Regions from separate parts of the Sus scrofa genome. Here region 2 is linked to region 1. A link is a contact called in public HiChIP or PLAC-seq data. All regions are on one chromosome and are shown on one strand. Each heading gives the region's core, a stretch centred on a gene start, on an enhancer-like site or on the middle of the called end of the contact. The rest is flanking DNA. Distances are from core to core; before and after follow the strand shown.

Evidence for each region. HiChIP or PLAC-seq counts read pairs in DNA pulled down with a chosen protein or histone mark.
Region 2: a contact with region 1 is called in an H3K27ac HiChIP or PLAC-seq map of alveolar macrophages. The contact joins two enhancer-like sites. A contact is called at or near these places in 1 of 47 Hi-C or Micro-C datasets (omental adipose tissue) and 1 of 2 datasets of contacts at active chromatin or transcription factors (alveolar macrophages).

Annotation. Positions count from the first base shown.
Region 1 is chr1:26,393,264-26,397,236 of Sscrofa11.1, forward strand. No RefSeq gene overlaps it. Among named protein-coding and RNA genes, the nearest start is that of TNFAIP3, 91 kb to the right of the region's middle. Within about 2 kb of position 2,333, at least 7 of the 83 cell types and tissues checked have an H3K27ac peak or open chromatin away from gene starts, as enhancers often do. A contact at or near this core is called in alveolar macrophages, where this site is marked.
Region 2 is chr1:26,950,764-26,954,736 of Sscrofa11.1, forward strand. No RefSeq gene overlaps it. Among named protein-coding and RNA genes, the nearest start is that of IFNGR1, 84 kb to the right of the region's middle. Within about 2 kb of position 2,113, at least 7 of the 83 cell types and tissues checked have an H3K27ac peak or open chromatin away from gene starts, as enhancers often do. A contact at or near this core is called in alveolar macrophages, where this site is marked.

The sequences.
Region 1 (3,973 bases), core at 1,083-3,582:
TAGGCTGGGCAGAAAAGCGGGAGACGCAAAGCTGAGTTTTCTTTCCCTTTCCTTTCTTCGGAGCACACCCGGATCAGGCTGAACGGTCTTCCCCAAACCACATAGAGTCGAACGTGCAAAGCTTCTGAACAAAGAGAACCACGGAACTGAGGGTAAACTCCCCAGGCACAGCAGAAGGCAGGTGCTTTCACTCACGGAGGCTGCGGGAACCGGTCTCACACTTGCCCCCCAAACCCTTATCACGTTCGATGTTTGTGCCAAAGGAAGGTCCCGTCTGCCTCTCCATCTCTCCTCCCAGGGAGCTCCCAGAATCGTTTGTGGGGATAATGGGCTTCTGATTCCAGGGCTGCCATAGACAAGCTTGAGGATCACCAGGCTCACCGGGCTGGCTTCTTGTCTGAAAACTGTGACAAGGGTCCTATCATTGTCTCCATCACCCTAAAACCTATCTTATTGCCCTGTTGCTGAAAACCATGTTCCAAGGCAGGTTAAATAAATATTTCTGAGCATTTACCTTGCAGCAAAAGAAATGCCCTGAGCCACTACCCTCTTGTAACAGGAAAGAGAGGTGAAAAAAATGAATTATCGGCATGAGGATTGTTACAGAGAAATACTGGCGCTTGCACGGGGGCACCCGCCTGGTGAGAGGATGCCCAGTGCTCAAGTTGGAAGAAGGCAAATGCAGATGGGACATGGGGGGGCGAGGGAAGTGGGCCAGGAATCAGACAGGTTAGGGGTTTCAGACTTTAATCTGAGGTGGGGGAGGGGCTCAAAGGACATTAGGATAGTTACAGGATCAGATGAGAATTTTGGGGGGAGTTCCTATTGTGGCTCAGCAGTAATGAACCTGATTAGTATCCATGAGGATGCAGGTGTGATCCCTGGCCTTGCTCAGTGGGTTAAGGATCTGGCGTTGCTGTGAGCTATGGTATAGGCTCTGATTCAACCCCTAACCTGGAAACTGCCATATGCCATGGTTGCAGCCCTGAAAAGAAAAGAAAAAAAAAAAAGCCTTTTAAAGAGATGCAATATGGCTGTAGCATGGAGATTGCATGTGTGTGTGTGTGAGTGTGTGAGAGTGATGGATGTGGGAAGGCTGGGACAGGGGCAACAGAGGGATGACTTTCATTTTGGATCTGCTGAGTTTGAGGTTCCAGCATCATTTAAGGGATCCAGATCCTTCAGAGCTTTTGTTAAATATCAGCTTGATATTTTGTGTAACTCCTCTGCTCTAACAAGGCAGTGGACACACCCATGTGTTGTTTTGTTGAACAAATACAATTTTGACCTTTGCAAATATCTCGCTAACTTTTTTTGTGTTGTGTTCCGTCTGTCCCAAAGTATTTGTTTTTGTTTTTTGTCTTTTTGCTATTTCTTGGGCTGCTCCCGAGGCACATGGAGGTTCCCGGGCTAGGGGTCCAATCGGAGCTGTAGCCACCGGCCTCCGCCAGAGCCACAGCAATGCTGGATCCAAGCCGCATCTGCAACCTACACCACAGCTCACGGCAACGCCGGATCGTTAACCCACTGAGCAAGGGCAGGGACCGAACCCACAACCTCATGGTTCCTAGTCGGATTCGTTAACCACTGCGCCACGACGGGAACTCCTGTCCCAAAGTATTTGACTGTTGGTTACTTACCTAGGTTAACGTCAGGATCACGATTTAAGGCAATTCCCCACGTTAATCCAGGAGTTCTTGAATCTGCATGGTTGACTTGATAAAAAATAATTCTGAACACTTACAAACTGAGAAGTTCCTTCTAAAGAGCTAACATGGGAGTTCCCGTTGTGGCTCAGTGGGTTAAGAACCTTACTATTACTCACAGGATGTGGGTTCCATTCCTGGTCTTGCTCAGTGGGCTAAGGATCTCGTGTTGCCATAAGCTGCAGCATAGTTCGCAGATGCAGCTTGGATCCAGAGTGGCTGTGTCTGTGGGGTAGGCTGGCAGCTGCAGCTCCAGTTTCAGCTCTAGCCTGGGAACTTCCATATGCCACAGGTGTGGCCCTAAAAAATAAAAAAATAAAGAGCTAACATATGCCATAGGTGTATTTGAAGGTGTTTTTCTATGCTCAAGGGTTTTCATGACTCAGATTGGTAACAATAAATTTGCCTCCTTTCCTGGGAGAAATCACAGGCTTTGGAAGGAGGGTGAATTGTAGGGATTGAGGGGGCCTTAGCTTTGGGTCCTGGCTCTTAAAGTCAAGAGATCTCCTCAATTCTTAGTTAACTAGGGCTGCAAGTGCCCAGCAGGACATTTTCAGGTACTTCAATAATTCTGCCATTTCAGTCCCATTAAGTCCATTTATTGGACTGGTGGAATACCTGAATTTGCCACAAGATGGCAGCACAAAGTTATTTTTAAAAAAGTATCAGTCTAGCGCTCACATAGAGAACTAGAAAGGAAACACAGCTAAGAATTTTTCTTCTTGTTCCTAGAGTTGGAAAGAAAGCAAGAAATAAAATATGGAAGGAAGTAACAAAGGAAAAAAGAAAGTTGGATGGAGGAGGGAGAGGTGGCAATGAAAAAAGAAAGTAAGAGAACAAAGCAAAAACATTTTGCAAATATTCAGCTAGATTATATTTAACTTAAAAAAAGAACCAAGCCACCAATGCAGGAAATTTCCGAGAGAGGAAACCGGTGTTATAACCACATTTATTCACAGCCTCGATGTGTCAGTATAAGATAGACATTTGACCTTCTTATAAAAGCAGTTGTTTCTTTGGGAAACTCTGAGAATGAATTAACATTTACAAGGGTTCTGGTCCCATTAAGTCAGTCTCACATTACTACAATTATCAGCTTGGATTCAAGAACTTAATGTATCTAGTACCCTTCATAGAGGGCTTTCACGTTGGTTTCCATGTTAAATTGTGTGGGGGATCTAGGAGACATTATTCAGGAAGAGAATAATCAGACACCCATGGCAATAATGCCTTGGTGCGTTGGGGATGAAAATGGTGCTACCAGCTCAGGGCTCCTAGAAGCACCTGAGCTGAGAAGAATTCTTTCATTGCTGGCCCATCGATTCTCCACTGACCACGCATCATGTATTTGACCAACAGTTGATCTCTTCTGGCTCTGTGCTCTCCCCTCTGTCTCATGAATCTAGCATAGCAGAGAGTTCAGGAAAGGGAGTGATCCTAAGAATGGTGATTGCTTCCTCTTTAGAGTGAGGTTTTTCCAACTTGACACTAATGACATTTGGGGACAGATAACTCTTTATTGAGGAGGGGGAAGGGCTGTCCTTCCCATGGCAGGATCCTGAGCAGCATCTTTGGTGTGTACCAGTAGATACACCTGTAACACCCTCTCAAGTTATGACATCCAAACACAGCTCCAGACATTGCCAAGGATCCCCTGGGGAGCAAATTTGTCTCCACCTCCCCATTTGAGAAGCACTGCTGTAGATAAACTCAAATTACAAAAATGAAGGAAATCCTTGCTAGCCCACTCATGGGCAAAACGCATACTGAATCATCAGACAAGTGTGTGTTCTTCAAATCTCTGTTAGGGTTTTCCAAGTATGAAATCAGACATAAATACCTTTATCAGAGTCAGGTAAGGTTCCGTATATGAAACAAATCAACAAATATTTACTATAAATGTGCTGTTGAGCAAAGACCTACACCAGGCACTGTAGGGCACACAAACCAGTGGAAGAATTTTTCCAGAAATGAAAAAAATTAGTGCTAGTTGAATCCTATGTGCCAGACACTTTTTTCTAACCATCACAAATGTCCCTTTTCTGTTCATCTCCTTTGAACTCTGCAAGCTCTCTATGAAGAAATGTTATTTGCATTTTACAGGTAAAGAAAAGGAGGTTGAGAAAAGGTTAGTCACTGGCTCAATGTCACATTACGAGTAGATGACAAAGGTCAGTCTTTCTTTCTTTCTTTCTTTCTTTTTTTTTGTCTTTTTGCTATTTCTTGGGCCGCTCTCACGGCATATGGAGGTTCCCAGGCTAGGGGTC
Region 2 (3,973 bases), core at 863-3,362, 560 kb after region 1:
CATGGTTCCTAGTCGGATTTGTTTCCTCTGCACCATGATGGGTAATTATTTACACTCTCAATCCAATGTTCTTTTATACCCTCCTGGCTAACAAAAAGTTTTACAGGGAATTTCTGCCCCACTCAGAGTTAGTAGGGAACAATCTTGTTGAGCTAAAAAGTGTTCAGTATGTAATTTTTCACAAAGTTACTCAATTAAAATGATAGGTTCTTAGGGTTAAACACCTTCAACTCGGTAAAGGAAGCCTAACTGTTGTTTTACTGTCGTCACATATCTATCGGGGAATAGTAAGAGTATTGCCTATATGCCAAAGGTTCCACACTGGTAATTATTTGCAAACAAGCATTATCTGCAAGCAACAGTTTTTTAGTGAGAGGGGAAAAAAACAAATAATGGTTATTTCAATTGTTACTCACAATATTATATGAAATACTAAGTTTGTCACCAATGACATAAATGTATAAGACCAAACATTTATGGAGCATCCATGCACCAGGCACTGTCGAAGCACAGTTTTGGGTATGTGTGAATACTCAGTTAATTCTCACAAAGACCTCCTGTGAAAGTCGTGTTATCCCCATCTTATGGCTGAGGAAACTGAGGCATAGAAAAGTTAAGTAACTAAAGAGTAAGTGATAGAGCCAGAATTCTCTCGTAAGACTGGAATTTTTCCCAAGGAAAACTGCAGCAACCAAGTCTAATCGCATAAATTCCAGTGCTGCTTATTCTTGGTAAACTTACAATGACTGTTAATGTTACGAGGAAATCTGCTTTTAACAAATCTATAGCCCAAGCTCGATTCCACCTATCCTTTCACCTTATGACATGAAAGAAAAAATGGCAAATTTATGTATATCTTTAATGATTACCTTATTTATCTGATCATCTAAACTTTGAGTGGCAGTGGATGAAAAATCAAGTTCAAAAGGAACTTGGACAAAGACTGTAATTAGATCTTTAGTTTATATCTCTGTGTTTTTCAACTTTTGCATATTGTAAATAAAATTATAATCTTGCTTGCAATCATTTCCATGGACAATGATTTTCTGAGTGGTTTGAGTGCTAGAAGCTTGTCAGATTTGTTAATAATGGGCATCAGGCAGTGAGGAAACCATTAAGTCCATTCCACCCAGACAACATATAACTCCAGGTTATTGGTCAAAGTTACCCTTCTGATGATCCTGCAGCAGTTTGGGGCCCTGTGCCCATATCCTGCCTGTTAACTGTGCAGAGTCTGAGATTTTTAATCCAAATGCAAGTTAACAATTTAGCATGCACAGTTCCACTTCTGAGAGCAAAAGACAGCAGACTCTGAGTTAGACAATGGACTCTATTACTCCCAGCACAACAGGCAGCATGAACGTGCATGTTCACACCAATCCCCAATGCCCCTCGGCTCACGGGGGTGATGAAGCTGGCCTGGGTGCATGCTGCACACAGAATAGGTTTGCATTACAGCTGAAGACCCCTAAACTTAGGAAACCTGAATTTTTTTAATGGGCTATAAGCACACCTGCTCAATCTTTGCCCCAGAGAGAAGGAAATACTGGACCACAAGCAACTCTTTCCTCTTCTTTGGAGAGAGACACTGATGCCATCTTCCAAGGCTATTCGCTACACAAACTGAAAGGATAGTCTAGACCAAGAATGCACTGTCACTACTTCTGCTCACACAAGTCACAGGAGACATGACAGTTCTACAGAGAACTACCTCCCAACACACTGGTCTAGCCAGGTAGCTCTACTACATTAAGAGTCAGAATCAATTTGCAGAAACTCTAAGTCCCACCCAACAATGAATTTCTTTTTTGTCTTTTTAGGGCTGCACCCCCATCATAGGGAGGTTCCCACACTAGGGGTGTAATCAGAGCTGTAGCCACTGGCCTGCACCACAGCCACAGCCATGCCACATCCAAGCCACGTCTGTGACCTACACCACAGCTCTCGGCAATGCTGGATCCTTCGTCCACTGAGCAAGGCTAGGGATTGAACCTTAGTCCCCATGGATGCTAGCCAGATTCATTTCCACTGAGCCACAATGGGAACTCCCCAACAATTAATTTCTAACTCTGATGCTCTAGATTACAGATGCCTGGAAAGGCGACCAGTCCTACCCAACGCTGGACACCACTGAAAGTGAAAGTGAAAGTTTTGAAGAGTGAAGCTCTCCCCAGGGGTTTGCACCTACTCTTTTTTCCTTGCCTTTTCCTGTCCTCAATACCAGCCAGAATGCATACAGATTATCCACCTTCCTGCTTAATCCTTTTTAGACCCTTGGCAATTTACAGGGTTAGCAAAATTTATTTTGTCATCATCTTCTGCTCTCATCTTTCCTCCTGCCTTTACTTCTACGTTTACCCCATCACACCCATAACAGCTAAAGCTTCCTCCGACCACCCAGCCCACACTACTCTCTTAACTAATGGTTTCCTTTTTTTTCCCAGGGAGGTGTCATCCCCATTAAGAAGGTGCCTTTGTTCATCCCTCACATATACACCTGAGGTGAGGAGAGCTGCTAATTTTCTTCTCTCCCTCAATTCCATGGGCAACCATTGTCACCAGGCTCACCACCACCCTGTAGTGATATTACCAGTCTCCATGTCCTTTCCTTGCCTGCAATCTGCATGACTGAAGGTCAGAGGGTTTGTCTCATTACTCACAAATAGCCAATAACCTAAGCCGATGCCTGGCACATAGTGAGCCCTCAAAGAACGGCTTGTGGAATGAATGAAAGAGTGAATTAATGAATGATGCAATCACACTGAGCTCATTCACAACTGAACAGAGGGCAGAGAGAAGCAAAAGCTTTAAGACAAAGGATCAGGGAGTTCTGGTTGTGGCTCAGTGGGTTAAGAACTGGACTAGTATCCATGAGGATGAGGGTTCCATCTGTGGCCTCACTCAGTGGGTTACAGATCCAGCATTGCCAAGAGGGGCAGTGTAGGTTGCATATGCAGCTTGGATCTGGCGTTGCTGTGACTTAGGTCAACAGTTGCAACTCTGATTGGACCCCTAACTTGGGAAGTTCCATATGCTGCGGGTGTGGCCCTAAAAAGAAATTAAAAAAAAAAAAAAAAAGACAAAAGATCAAAACTTTAGTGGTGAAAGAGCAAGCCCTATTTTAGGCAGTGTGTGTTTGTTTCAAGTTTATGAAATAGTGAACAAACGTTGCTTCTAGAATGAGGATTTATTATGTCCAAGTATCAAGAAATTGTAGATTTTTAAATACACAATTTGAGAACAAACTTACAAATGTACAGGTACTTCTCATCCTTCCTAAAGAGAAGAAATAATTTTATTTACATGCTAACACTCCTTTAAATGTTTGAATATTTTATTTATTTATTTATTTATTTATTTTGCTTGTTAGGGCCACACCTGCGACATATGGAGGTTCCCAGGCTAGGAGTCCATTTAGAGCTACAGATGCCAGTCTGCGCCACAGCCACAGCCATGCAAGATCTGAGCCGTGTCTGCGACCTACACCACAGCTCATGGCAACACCAGATCCTTAACCCACTGAGCGAGGCCAGGGATCGAACCCGCAACCTCATGGTTCCTAGTCGGATTCGTTTCTGCTGCGCCACAATGGGCATTCCAGATGTTTGGATATTTTAGACTGAGAGAGCTATAGAATAAAGAAGAACATTAGTCATATGTATATATAGTCACCAAGAACTTTTTCTTAAAATCTGGAAAGTATCAAGTTGAATTGTAAGGTTAATTTAACCAATTGTAAACTAATACTCTATTGGTAGGTGTGTTCAAATAAGTTGCAGACAACACATCTCGGTGGCCCAAACTAACCCAGGTTTATTTTTTGTCCACCTAGAGTCTGTCAGAGCCCAGATTCTCCAAGGTTGTTGGGCCTAAGTGACAGCTCTGCTGTGTACCTGCGTATCAGTACGTACTCCCACGTTCCCTACAGCCGGGGAAGAGGGCATGGAGAGTCTTTTGCAGGGATTAAAGTGGC